Regions from separate parts of the Mus musculus genome. Here all the other regions are linked to region 2. A link is a contact called in public HiChIP or PLAC-seq and promoter capture Hi-C data. All regions are on one chromosome and are shown on one strand. The core of a region is the stretch at or near the end of the contact, and the rest is flanking DNA. Distances in the headings are between cores, read along the strand shown. Region 1 holds the start of Grpel1 (GrpE-like 1, mitochondrial). Region 2 holds the start of Acox3 (acyl-Coenzyme A oxidase 3, pristanoyl). Region 3 holds the start of Tbc1d14 (TBC1 domain family, member 14).

What was found. HiChIP or PLAC-seq counts read pairs in DNA pulled down with a chosen protein or histone mark. Capture Hi-C pulls out chosen DNA fragments and counts their contacts.
Region 1: a contact with region 2 is called in a promoter capture Hi-C map of adipose tissue, with 4 times the contacts expected there. The contact joins the promoter of Grpel1 here to the promoter of Acox3 in region 2. A contact is called at or near these places in 15 of 39 promoter capture datasets (the 3T3-L1 cell line, 3T3-L1-derived adipocytes, the C10 cell line and 11 more), 2 of 484 Hi-C or Micro-C datasets (CD4 T cells and regulatory T cells), 3 of 115 datasets of contacts at active chromatin or transcription factors (astrocytes, memory CD8 T cells and pancreatic cancer cells) and 2 of 9 other capture datasets (adipose tissue and liver).
Region 3: an H3K27ac HiChIP or PLAC-seq map of double positive thymocytes shows a contact between it and region 2, with 8 times the contacts expected there. The contact joins the promoter of Tbc1d14 here to the promoter of Acox3 in region 2. A contact is called at or near these places in 3 of 39 promoter capture datasets (liver, neutrophils and pre-B cells) and 3 of 115 datasets of contacts at active chromatin or transcription factors (bone marrow-derived dendritic cells, double positive thymocytes and pancreatic cancer cells).

The regions. Positions count from the first base shown.
Region 1 is chr5:36,463,736-36,467,036 of GRCm38.p6, forward strand. It overlaps Grpel1 (GrpE-like 1, mitochondrial), which reads left to right and starts at 1,450. Exons shown (of 4, transcript NM_024478.2): 1 at 1,450-1,520. The coding sequence starts at 1,459. 2210406O10Rik (RIKEN cDNA 2210406O10 gene) reads right to left here and starts at 1,119. Exons shown (of 3, transcript NR_126488.1): 1 at 780-1,119.
Region 2 is chr5:35,581,542-35,584,665 of GRCm38.p6, forward strand. Acox3 (acyl-Coenzyme A oxidase 3, pristanoyl) reads left to right here and starts at 1,493. Exons shown (of 19, transcript NM_030721.3): 1 at 1,493-1,593; 2 at 2,335-2,434. 4931431C16Rik (RIKEN cDNA 4931431C16 gene) reads right to left here. Exons shown (of 4, transcript NR_045807.1): 4 at 1-2,033.
Region 3 is chr5:36,580,412-36,583,751 of GRCm38.p6, forward strand. It overlaps Tbc1d14 (TBC1 domain family, member 14), which reads right to left and starts at 1,986. Exons shown (of 14, transcript NM_133910.3): 1 at 1,944-1,986.

The DNA of each region.
Region 1 (3,301 bases), core at 200-2,699, 880 kb after region 2:
AAACTGTCTGCAAAGGCCAATTGACGGATTAAAGCCTCAATGACTGGAGATGCTGAACCTTGCAGGTGCAGAGCCTAGTTACAATTTATCTTGGGCTATCTTTAGTTCATTAAATAGATTCCCTGCCCCACTCAGTGTCAGACCTAACAGCAGGAAAAGACGATTAAAATCTTGGTAACACAGTAACAAAACTCTAATCTCCACCAAAGGGCTAAGCTTGCTATCAAATAGCATCTGCGGACTACAGCTGAGATTCCCGTTTGCTATAATCACCTACTTAATGTTTTCACTAATATATTTTATGTCTTGAGTTGTGGCTTTCTTTGTTCTGCTACTATGCAAACGTCCTGAAACTGTTTTCACGTTGGAACACAGGTGTCCTAAAACTGTTTCTGGGCCAGTCACTCATAAATGACTCCAGAATAAACTTATTTCCTATGAGGTGAGAGCTGTGCTTTTTGTGTGGACATGCTCTGCCCCACGCCCACGGCGGGCAAAAGGCAGCATGTGCTGGGGAAATGATTTTTAAAAGAGCGAAATTAAATAATAGAATTTTGGTCCCTTTTTTGTTTGTTTGTTTGGTTGGTTTGGTTTGGTTTGTTTTACGAGACAAAATTTCTCTGTGTAGCTCTGGCTGACCTGGAACTCACTCTGTAGACCAGGCTGGCCTAGAACTCAAGAGATCCGCCGAGAGCACACACAAGCCGTAGTCCACGGACGAAGCGTTCTGTCTCGAGATTTGCGGGAGCCGGGGGGAGGAAGGAAGAAGCTGCACATACCTAGACAGGACAGAAAACGTCCTCCGACAACTCTCAGCTCTGCGACCTCCCCCATAGCAGTGACCAAACATCAGCACCCATATTTTCGAAGCTCTCCTGCACACACTGCTGTTAGTTTTTTTTTTTCTTATGTTGCGTTCTGAGAAAATTGGAGGTGGCCGAAAGTACAAAATCAAGTAACGCTCATCGGGCCGTCCACAGCCAGCCTGTTGACACAACGCGCTTGCGGCATAGTAGAGATGGGGTCCGTCCCTTCCCGGGACACCCACGTTCCGCCCGCAGAAGGTAGCAGGAGCCTAAAGCGAGCACCAGTCACTTGGCACGAGTTCCCGGGTCCCCGCCTAGCGCTCGCCGCCTTCTGCCCGCCCTGACGCTCTTCCTCTTCATTGGCTGTCCCCTGGCGCGACCACGCCCACAGAAGCTCCATTTTCCTCCACTCCTCCCACCTCACCTTTCACCTCCTCACCTTCCGGGGCTCCCAGAAGCCTCAGTCTCCGCCCACCGGAGAAGGAGGAAACAGAATTCCGTCATGACTCGTAATTATTGGTGGAAATGGTCTGTCCATCAGAACAACAGCGGTCACGGATTAGCTAAAAAGCAGCAGTAGGTGGGAAAACCGGTGTAAGGGGCGTCCGCGCATGCTCAGTGTGGGCGCAGTGACGCGACCTCGGGGGCAGTCATGGCGGCTCGGTGTGTGAGGCTGGCGCGCCGCAGCCTCCCGGCTTTGGCACTGTCGTTCAGGTAAGAGAGCTTCACTCCTCTGCGTCGGCCTCACTCACGGCCGAGAGCTCTGGTGGGGGGTTTAGCGGCAGGACTGGTCCCCGCAGGCGGTGCCCGTGCACCCTGAAGTCACATCCTCACCATCGAGTCCCTGTGCCTGTTCTCAACGCGCGGCTGTCCTGGTGTTTACTGTGCGGCACTGCGCGAACTGGGCTCAAGAGACGAGAAGTGGGGACGCTGGGGCGTAAATGCGGGGATCTGGGTGATGCGTCAGGTGGAAGGCTCCGCCATTTGTTTGTCTGGTGACACACGGCACTCTCTCGGGCATAGGGGCACCACCCCTCCTGGAATTGCAAAAGTCAAGCTTAGAAGCGGGAGACTTGCCCAAGGTCAGGCAGCCAGGCAGAAGCCCGCCCGACCAGGGGCTGGGGTTGCTAATCCCTAATCCAGTCCAGGATGTGTACTGCCTGGTTTGTGGGCTTTTTCCACTCACATTCCTTCCCCCACTTTTGCCCTCCGCGGAATGTGAGGTCCAAGGAGCAAGAAAGCCAGTGTGTGTGCAGTTTATTTAGACAATGCCCATTTTTGCCATCTTTACTTTTACCCGTGGCTTCAGGTTTTTGAGTCGCATCTCCAAAGTTAGGCTCAGTATCTTTAGCTTGTTCCCTGCTAGGACCAAGTTTTTGGTTGATTAAAAAAAGAGAGACTTTGCCTGAGTCTTATGGAAACGGAGTGAACGGGAGCTGGCCTTTTCAGCGGGTGAGAGTGAGCAGGCGGATGATCTCGTACTTGTGACTAAAAGATGAAAACAGGTCTATGTTGTGCAAAGCAGGGAGGAGTCTGAAGTATTCCGGGGGAAGCACTTCCTATTTGTGGTGCTCTGTTTAGAGTTGACAGGAAAGAACCCCCATTTCCCATCCCATCCGGCCCTGTCCCATCCCCCAGCTTGGTTCATGTCTATCTCTGAAATTGTGGTTTTGAAGAAAGATGCTCTAGTAGGAAGTCATAACTCCACAGTATCCCATAAGCTTGGCTTCCCTCTTTCCTCCGAGACATAGCCCTAGGAATTCCTGCCCTGAAAGGATCTATACAGCAAAACTGATCTGCTGAAAGGCTGTGGTGGTCACTCCTAGGGGTGGAAATAATTCATAGTGAAGGCAGCCTTCACATTTTGTAGGTTTTTATATTCTTAGCATAATTTTGCTTCTCAGAATTAATTACTGATCTTTCTTTTTTAAACTTACGTGTGTGGATGTTTTGCTTGTATGTGTATGTCCATGTGTATGCCAAGTGCCTTCAGAGTTCAGAAAAGTGTCAGATACCCTGGAACTCTTAGAGTTAGGTAGTTGTTAGCTGGGAATCAAAGTCAGGTCTTCCACAAGAGGAACATGCTCTCAACCACTGAGCCCAACTCTCCAGCCCAGATTCTTAGACTTTTTAAAAGCGTGAAAGTAAAAATAAAATTAAAAGATCACTGCTGGAGCCAGAGAGAGATGGATGGGGCTCATTGGTTATACACTGGCTGCTTTTGTGGAGGACCCAGGTTTAATTCCCATCATCCACACTGGGTAGGTCAGCCACCTGTAACTCCAGCCCCAGAGATCCCACACCTCTTCTGGCTGCCTCTTCAGACTCACTTCCAGGACTCCTTTGGACTTCTCTTCCCATTTCCTCTGCATACACTCCCACTTTCATCTCTCTGTCCAAGTGATTCCCAGTTCCTGAGATGTATCTCTCTTACCCACCCTACTCTGTAACTCACCTGGGCCTGCTGTGGACCTGTGCACAAGAGCACACACTGT
Region 2 (3,124 bases), core at 243-2,742:
TTTTCCTCATGTTAACACAGGAATCTGACTTATTAGCTGTGCTTGGACAGAACTTGTGAGATACATATGAATTCTGTAGTGAGTGAATTCTGTAATGAGGAAACCTTGTTTCTCTCTGGCTTTGGAAAAACAATAGCATGCATGCTTGCAGGCCATTCTGAGCAGCCCTGTGAACTCAAGGACTCCTTGCAATGACAGAGTTCAGGTTGTAAATGCCGGTGGAGACTGACTGCCCATTCAGACTCTTCAGAAAGGCAGAAGACAATCTTACCAGCTGTTCAGGCACTATGAAGGTGACTGGGTAGGAGTGCTTCTCTGTTTCCGGAAACTTCTAGGCTAGACTAGAGCAAGGCATCCAGGGTTGGTGGCTGCTGTCTTCTGCCTTTGCTGCCAGGTTCCCCTGCTTGGTGGTGGGAGGCCCTGTGACAACTGCACCCCAGGTGAGAAGGATGCATTTGTTCTTGGTTTATCTGAGTTTATTTGGTGACTGTTTATGGTGGGAGCAATCATATTCCTTAGGCTGCCCTCCCTTCAGTCATTTCCCTTTGCTATTATTATTATTAATAATTATTAGTACTATTATTAGTAATAATAATAATAATTGTATAGTGTGTGCAGGCACTAATGTACCAGGGAATGTTCCTGGAGATTGAAGGACCTCTTTCTGGAGTCAGTCCTCTCCATTATGAGTTCATGACCCATGTGCAGGACTCCCTACTTTCCAATAGGAAAGCCCCACTGACACCTGTGACTGCAAGTGTGTTCTGAGTCAGAGCCATAAATGCAGTAATTGCTGCGGACAAAGTAGTTATGCAGTAAGGCAAGCAGCTCCCAGCCTTAGCTGGCAGCGGCAGAGTCCACTTGTGTCTGATCCCAATGCCTTAAGTCTGTCTCTGAAACGGAATTCAGCATCTTTCTCTGGCCCTAACTCCATTATCCATCATTTTAGTCCTTTTCAAAGGTATCAGCTGTACCCATGCAGGCACACATTTCCTCTCAGCTGTACCACAATGATGAAAGTCCTGGCTGGACAAGCAGATATTTGCTCAGAAACTCCTAGCCAGGGGTGCGCTGAGCAGTTCTGTAGTGACTTTGGGAATCTGCCAACTCGAGCACTATTTAGGAGTGCCTAGCAAGGAAGCCATCTGGAAAATTAGGAGCAATTCTGAGTAAAGTGCATCTTAATGGATCCGCGGTCCAACTCTCCTGGAAGTGCTCCCAGAGCCACGAGAGGCCTGGACCTAAACACGACAGCTCTGACCGAAGGCGGTTTCTGAATAAGCCCGAAGCATCTAACCCGGGAGAAGGCAACCGGAATGAAATCCTTTAAACTCTAAACCCGGAACCGCATTTGAGCTGAGCTCTCGGAAGCGTCCGCGTTTCCCTGGCGACGGGGCGGCTCAGAATGATGACGCAAGGCTTCAGCCGGCAGCAACCCCAGTCAAGGGAGGGATGATGTCCGGGATGGGGCGGGGTGGGGCGGGGCGGCACCACCAGCTTGCTCCGCCCTCAGAAGTCAGGATATTCCTGATAAATAGTGTCCTCCAGACGCCGGGTTGACTAGGACCACGAATCCCAAGCTGGATCCGGGAGGTGAGGACGTGCCGGGCCCGGGAGATTCCAGACAGGAAGGGTTTGCAGGAGCTCAGGCTGGGGTGACTGCTGGCGTTTGCACTCTGCCTGACATCATACTCGCTAGCGGGAGAACGAACTGACCGCAGCTTTTTACAATCTGCTCGGCGGCCGGGAGGTATCCCAAGACAGAACAAAGTTAGCTTGTAAGTTGAATTTGTAGTGTCTGAGGACTGCTCCCTACTGTGCCCGGGCAGGACACTATTTATACTTCTCAAGTGCATTGTGGACTTAGCGAATTCTTAAGGAAGTGCGCTACCGCTGATCTACACCTGAAACCTTAGTTCTCCGTTTGAGTCTCAGTTGATCCGGCTGCCCTCGAACGCTATCCTCCTGACTCAGTCTTGGCATCATGGGTCAGTCCATTATGCCAACATAACACTGACTCTTAAAAGCGGGACCTAGAAGAGGAACAGAAACAAGGTCAGGTCATCTGCTACTTTGTTGTAAGACTGAAGCAGGAAGGAAATCCTTACCGTAAGGTCAGGTGGTACCAATCTCCCAGGTGTCCTGAAAGTTTCAGTCTGATAACACAATGTGTGATGTTAATGACTCTATGTTGGTTGGGTCTGGTCTGTAGGGGACATCCATATAGGACTTCAGACCAAAACTAGGGCCTCATAATTTTTTATTTTGAATAGACTAAAGGACTGGAGGAAAGTTGTGTCAGAACAGTGATAATGAAACTGTCATTTACCTCAGGAACATCACAAGTGCCTGATTTGAGTCCCAGGAACGTGGCAGACACTGCCCCGTGTGCAGAGTTATCGTTGCTTCTGAGAAACGGGGACAAAGCAGGTCGGTAAGTTCACAGAATTGGTAAACTGTATTATTGAGGCAGCTTGGCTCTGTGGGCTTTGTTTGTTTGATCTGCACCAGTGTGGCTGTGTTGGTAGCCTCATGTGGCTTGGGATCTTTGGGATCTAGACCAAAGCACCTTGCTCCTTTGCCATCGATGTTTTTAATTAAGAAGAAATTCACTTTCTCATTACCTATGAATCTGTGCCAGGGCAGGTGATTTTTGAGTATGAGAACTTTGTCCTCTCCACAGTTGTCACAAAAATGGTTCCTTCTCATTGAACTATTGTGGCATGCTAATTAAGAAGTGAGTGACCACTTGGGAGGCAGAGGCAGGTGGATTTCTGAGTTTGAGGCCAGCCTGGTCTACAAAGTGAGTTCTAAGACAGCCAGGGCTATACAGAGAAACCCTGTCTCAGGAAAAAAAAAAAAAAAAAAAAAAGAAGAAGAAGAAGAAGTGAGAGTGAGTGACAACATGCTCAAAGGTTCCTTTTTTACTCAGAGTCTCATGTAGCTCAAACTGCCTGTAATGTCTGATCCTCCTGCCTCTGCCTCAGAAGTATTTTGATTATGGTGTACATAGTGCCTGGTATGGGAGATATACATATACATATGTGTATACATATCCATGCATGACGTATATTTATATCATACATTTATTTTATGTGTTCACCTACGTGCATGTATATGACTC
Region 3 (3,340 bases), core at 736-3,235, 1.0 Mb after region 2:
GTCCTTTTAGCAGATCTGCCAACAGCCACAGGCAACCCAGCCTCCCAAAGTCTGCCCCCAAACACCAGGACTCCCTCCTCAGTCAGAGGACATGAAATACTCATAGAATAGCCAGAACCTCCAGAAATGACAAACTGCAATAGTGCACACAGACTCCTACAGAGCAAATCTTATAATTCCTCCTGGAAGATAAAGATCCTATCTATGTTACTTTCAGAGAGAGGCAGTTTCAAGTTTCACTAGGCCTGGTCAGATGGTATCTCTGACATTCTCAGCCTCACTGGGGCTCCATCAGGAGTCTGTGCTGGTTAGCACCCTCTGGAAATCTAGCCAAGCCCCAGAAGGGGTGACAAGATCCTGAGTAGGGCTTGGGGCAGAGGTCAGGTTGTTCCTCTAGCCTACCAATATGCCCAGTACTGTGAGGGTCTCTAGAGATAAAACGGGTCCTACAGCCAGAGAGTAGAAGATCTGAGGAGGACATAACCCAGGAAATGAGTCTGAGTAGAGCGGGGTCTACAGTCCCTTCCTGAAGGACCTTCTGCAGTCCAGGACCAGGATAAGGAGGCCCAAGGTCAGAGAGGACCCAGTGGGTCAGGAGATTTAAGAGGTTTGGCAGTCTGAGAAGAACTGGGCATGGGGAGGAAGAAGATTTGAACACACCACAAAGGGTTGAGGAGGAAGGACTGAAGGGGACAGAGGTCTGAACAGGTCAGAGATCTGAGGAAGATACAGGCTCAGATCCTCAGAGCAAACTCGGTTGGTAGCCCACAGCCCCGTGAAAGTTGGACGAGCCAATCGTAGCCTCCGGTCTGAGAAAACTTTAGCAAGATTTGGGAAAAAACGTCTTAGGGGGATGGAGATCCGAGACACATCAGGGGTCTGAGGACCATATCTGAAGAGGCCAGGGGTCTGAGGAGCACCAGGATCTGAACAGGAGAGGGGTTTGAGAAGGACAGAGATCTGAATACCTCAGGGTCTGAAAAGGAGTAAAGGCAGAGATGTGAACAGGACAGGGGTCTGAGGACGCTGGCTCAGGGCGCACAGAGCAGACACCTCTACAGCTCGCAGCACCACATCTGAGGAGAAAACTTTTCACCAAGTTCTGGAAAAGGCGCACGTCGCGACAAGCGCTGGCCGAGGGCAGTCGCACGTCAGCCGGACCCCAGCCCTCCCAGCCGCCCTCTCAGACCTCCCTGCCTGGCCGACGCAGCAGCAGGTGGCAGCGGTCAGCCATCCGCAACCTCTCAGCTTGACCCTGCAGAGCCCCCTCAGTACCCGAGCTACCGCAGCTCCAACGCCATCTCCCCGGCCCGTGGCCCGCAGCCCAGGCCCCGTGGGGCCCGCAACTCGCTGGGCTAAGAGCGTAGACTCCGCAGATGCCCAGCCTCAGCAGGTGCTTGCCGGCCGCCCGCGGCTAAAAGCAGCCAGCGCCAGACCCCACCCCCGCCACGCCCACGCCACGCAGCCACGCCCCCACAAGGCTGCTTCTCTTCCCTTCCGCTGAGCCTCTTTAGCCCAACACCCAACGCAAATCGCTCGCTCCCAGGGCCTCAGGCGTACCGCCACGCCCCGCACTCCAGAGCCACGCCCCCGAGAGCTCACTAGCCACACCCCACGCTCGTCCCTAGTCACACTCCGGGGGACAGGAGCGTTACCACGCCCCGCGCTCCCTATCGCCGCCCTCACGCTCCCTAGCCACGCCCCCGCTAAGCTTCCACTGCTCTTCCGCCAGGGCTCTCGCCCCCCGCCGCAGCTCCGTAGAGCTTAGGAGCCTGCTATTTACTACCGCTGCTCCTCCGGCCTGCCAAGTATCCGTCCTGGGTTTCGGGAGTTGTGTCCCTGGCCCTTTTCTGTCCTCAGGCCCAGGAAGGGCTGCAAGGAAAGTTCCGAGAGAGTCACAGTGTCCATACCGGCACCGCAGACGCCTGGCGGAGGCCCCTTACCTGGTCGGCTCCGCCCGCGGCCATCTTGGAAGTGGGAAGTGGGAGGGAGGGGGAAAGCAGCGCATGGGGCTGATCCAGGCGTGGGGAGCCGAGCGGCGGAGCGCATCGATGGGACGCCCCTGTCCAGCAGCTGGGGGAGTCTTAACAGCCCACGGGAGTATTTAGGGGTACACGTGAGCGCAGGTTACAGATCATTGACCTTGGAATGCCCTCCCGGTATAGCCTTAGCCTGTCACCTGTCAAACGGGCTTTTCTGATCACTGTTTCATTGCGCTTAGTGCCTAGCGCTGTAGTTCGCCAACTTTTGTCTTCACTTTAATATTTCAGTATACAACGCCCAGCAGGCTCAGGAGGTGACAAGACAGGGTTCATCATCAGTGTGTTTTGAAAGTTGTGTGATGGTCTCGCTTAGGAACTAGAAGAGGCCTCACTAGACAGCATCTTTCTCTAGCCTGAGATACAGAGATCCACCTATGTATTAAAGGTGTGTGCCACCACACCTGGCTTTATGCACATTTTACCTTTTTAAGTAGCAAAAATTACAGAGACACAATCTATGAAAAAGTATAATTCAGGAGGTAGAAGTCAGCTAGAGCTGAGCAGAGTTAAGCCAGATGTCTATGGAGGATGTCTTCTATCAGGCCAGGTCATTGTGCTGCATTTCCCTTCCTGAACTCACCTGCACTCGTTTCCTAAGCCTCAAAAAGCAGAGACATGAGTGTTTGTTGGATCCATACAAAGGGTACTTGGGATGATTTGGGTTTATTCTAGGAGTTGTCAGACCCCGAAAATTTACAAACACAAACAAGCCCCTTTAAAACCTGACTGCATTTCAGCCAGGAACCATCACATGAGGCTGGAACCATCACAGTCCTACAGGAAGAGGAATTTCCCTGCCCTGGCAGGTACCTGGAAGCAAGCAGGAGGAAATCCATTTGTCTTGGTTACAGTTCTGTTTGTGCTAGCCTCAAAGTTGCAACCTAGAAAACAATGAGTTTGAACTCCTGATCCTCCCGAGTCTACCTCCCCAGTTCTGGGATTATAGGAATGTACCACCACTTTTGTTTCAATTGTACATTCATTTCAAAACATTAGGTGATGGTTCAACCTCTGTACAACTCTCTCAAATATTTTAAAATATTTTCACAAATCTGAACACAGTCCAGAGGAAGGGCTTACAAGACCAAGGCTATATCAAAAGCTATGAAATGCACACCGTCCCCAGGGATGAAAGAAGACAGAGAGAGGTTGGGGGATAGCTCAGTGGCCTGACTTCAGTTCCAAGGAGGGTAGGGAGGAGAGAAGAAACAGACCAAGAGTCGAGCCATATCTGAGTGTCTTGGGTCTGCACATGTGTTGTAACTTTTAAACTTCCACATGGCATGTGCTGTTTCACA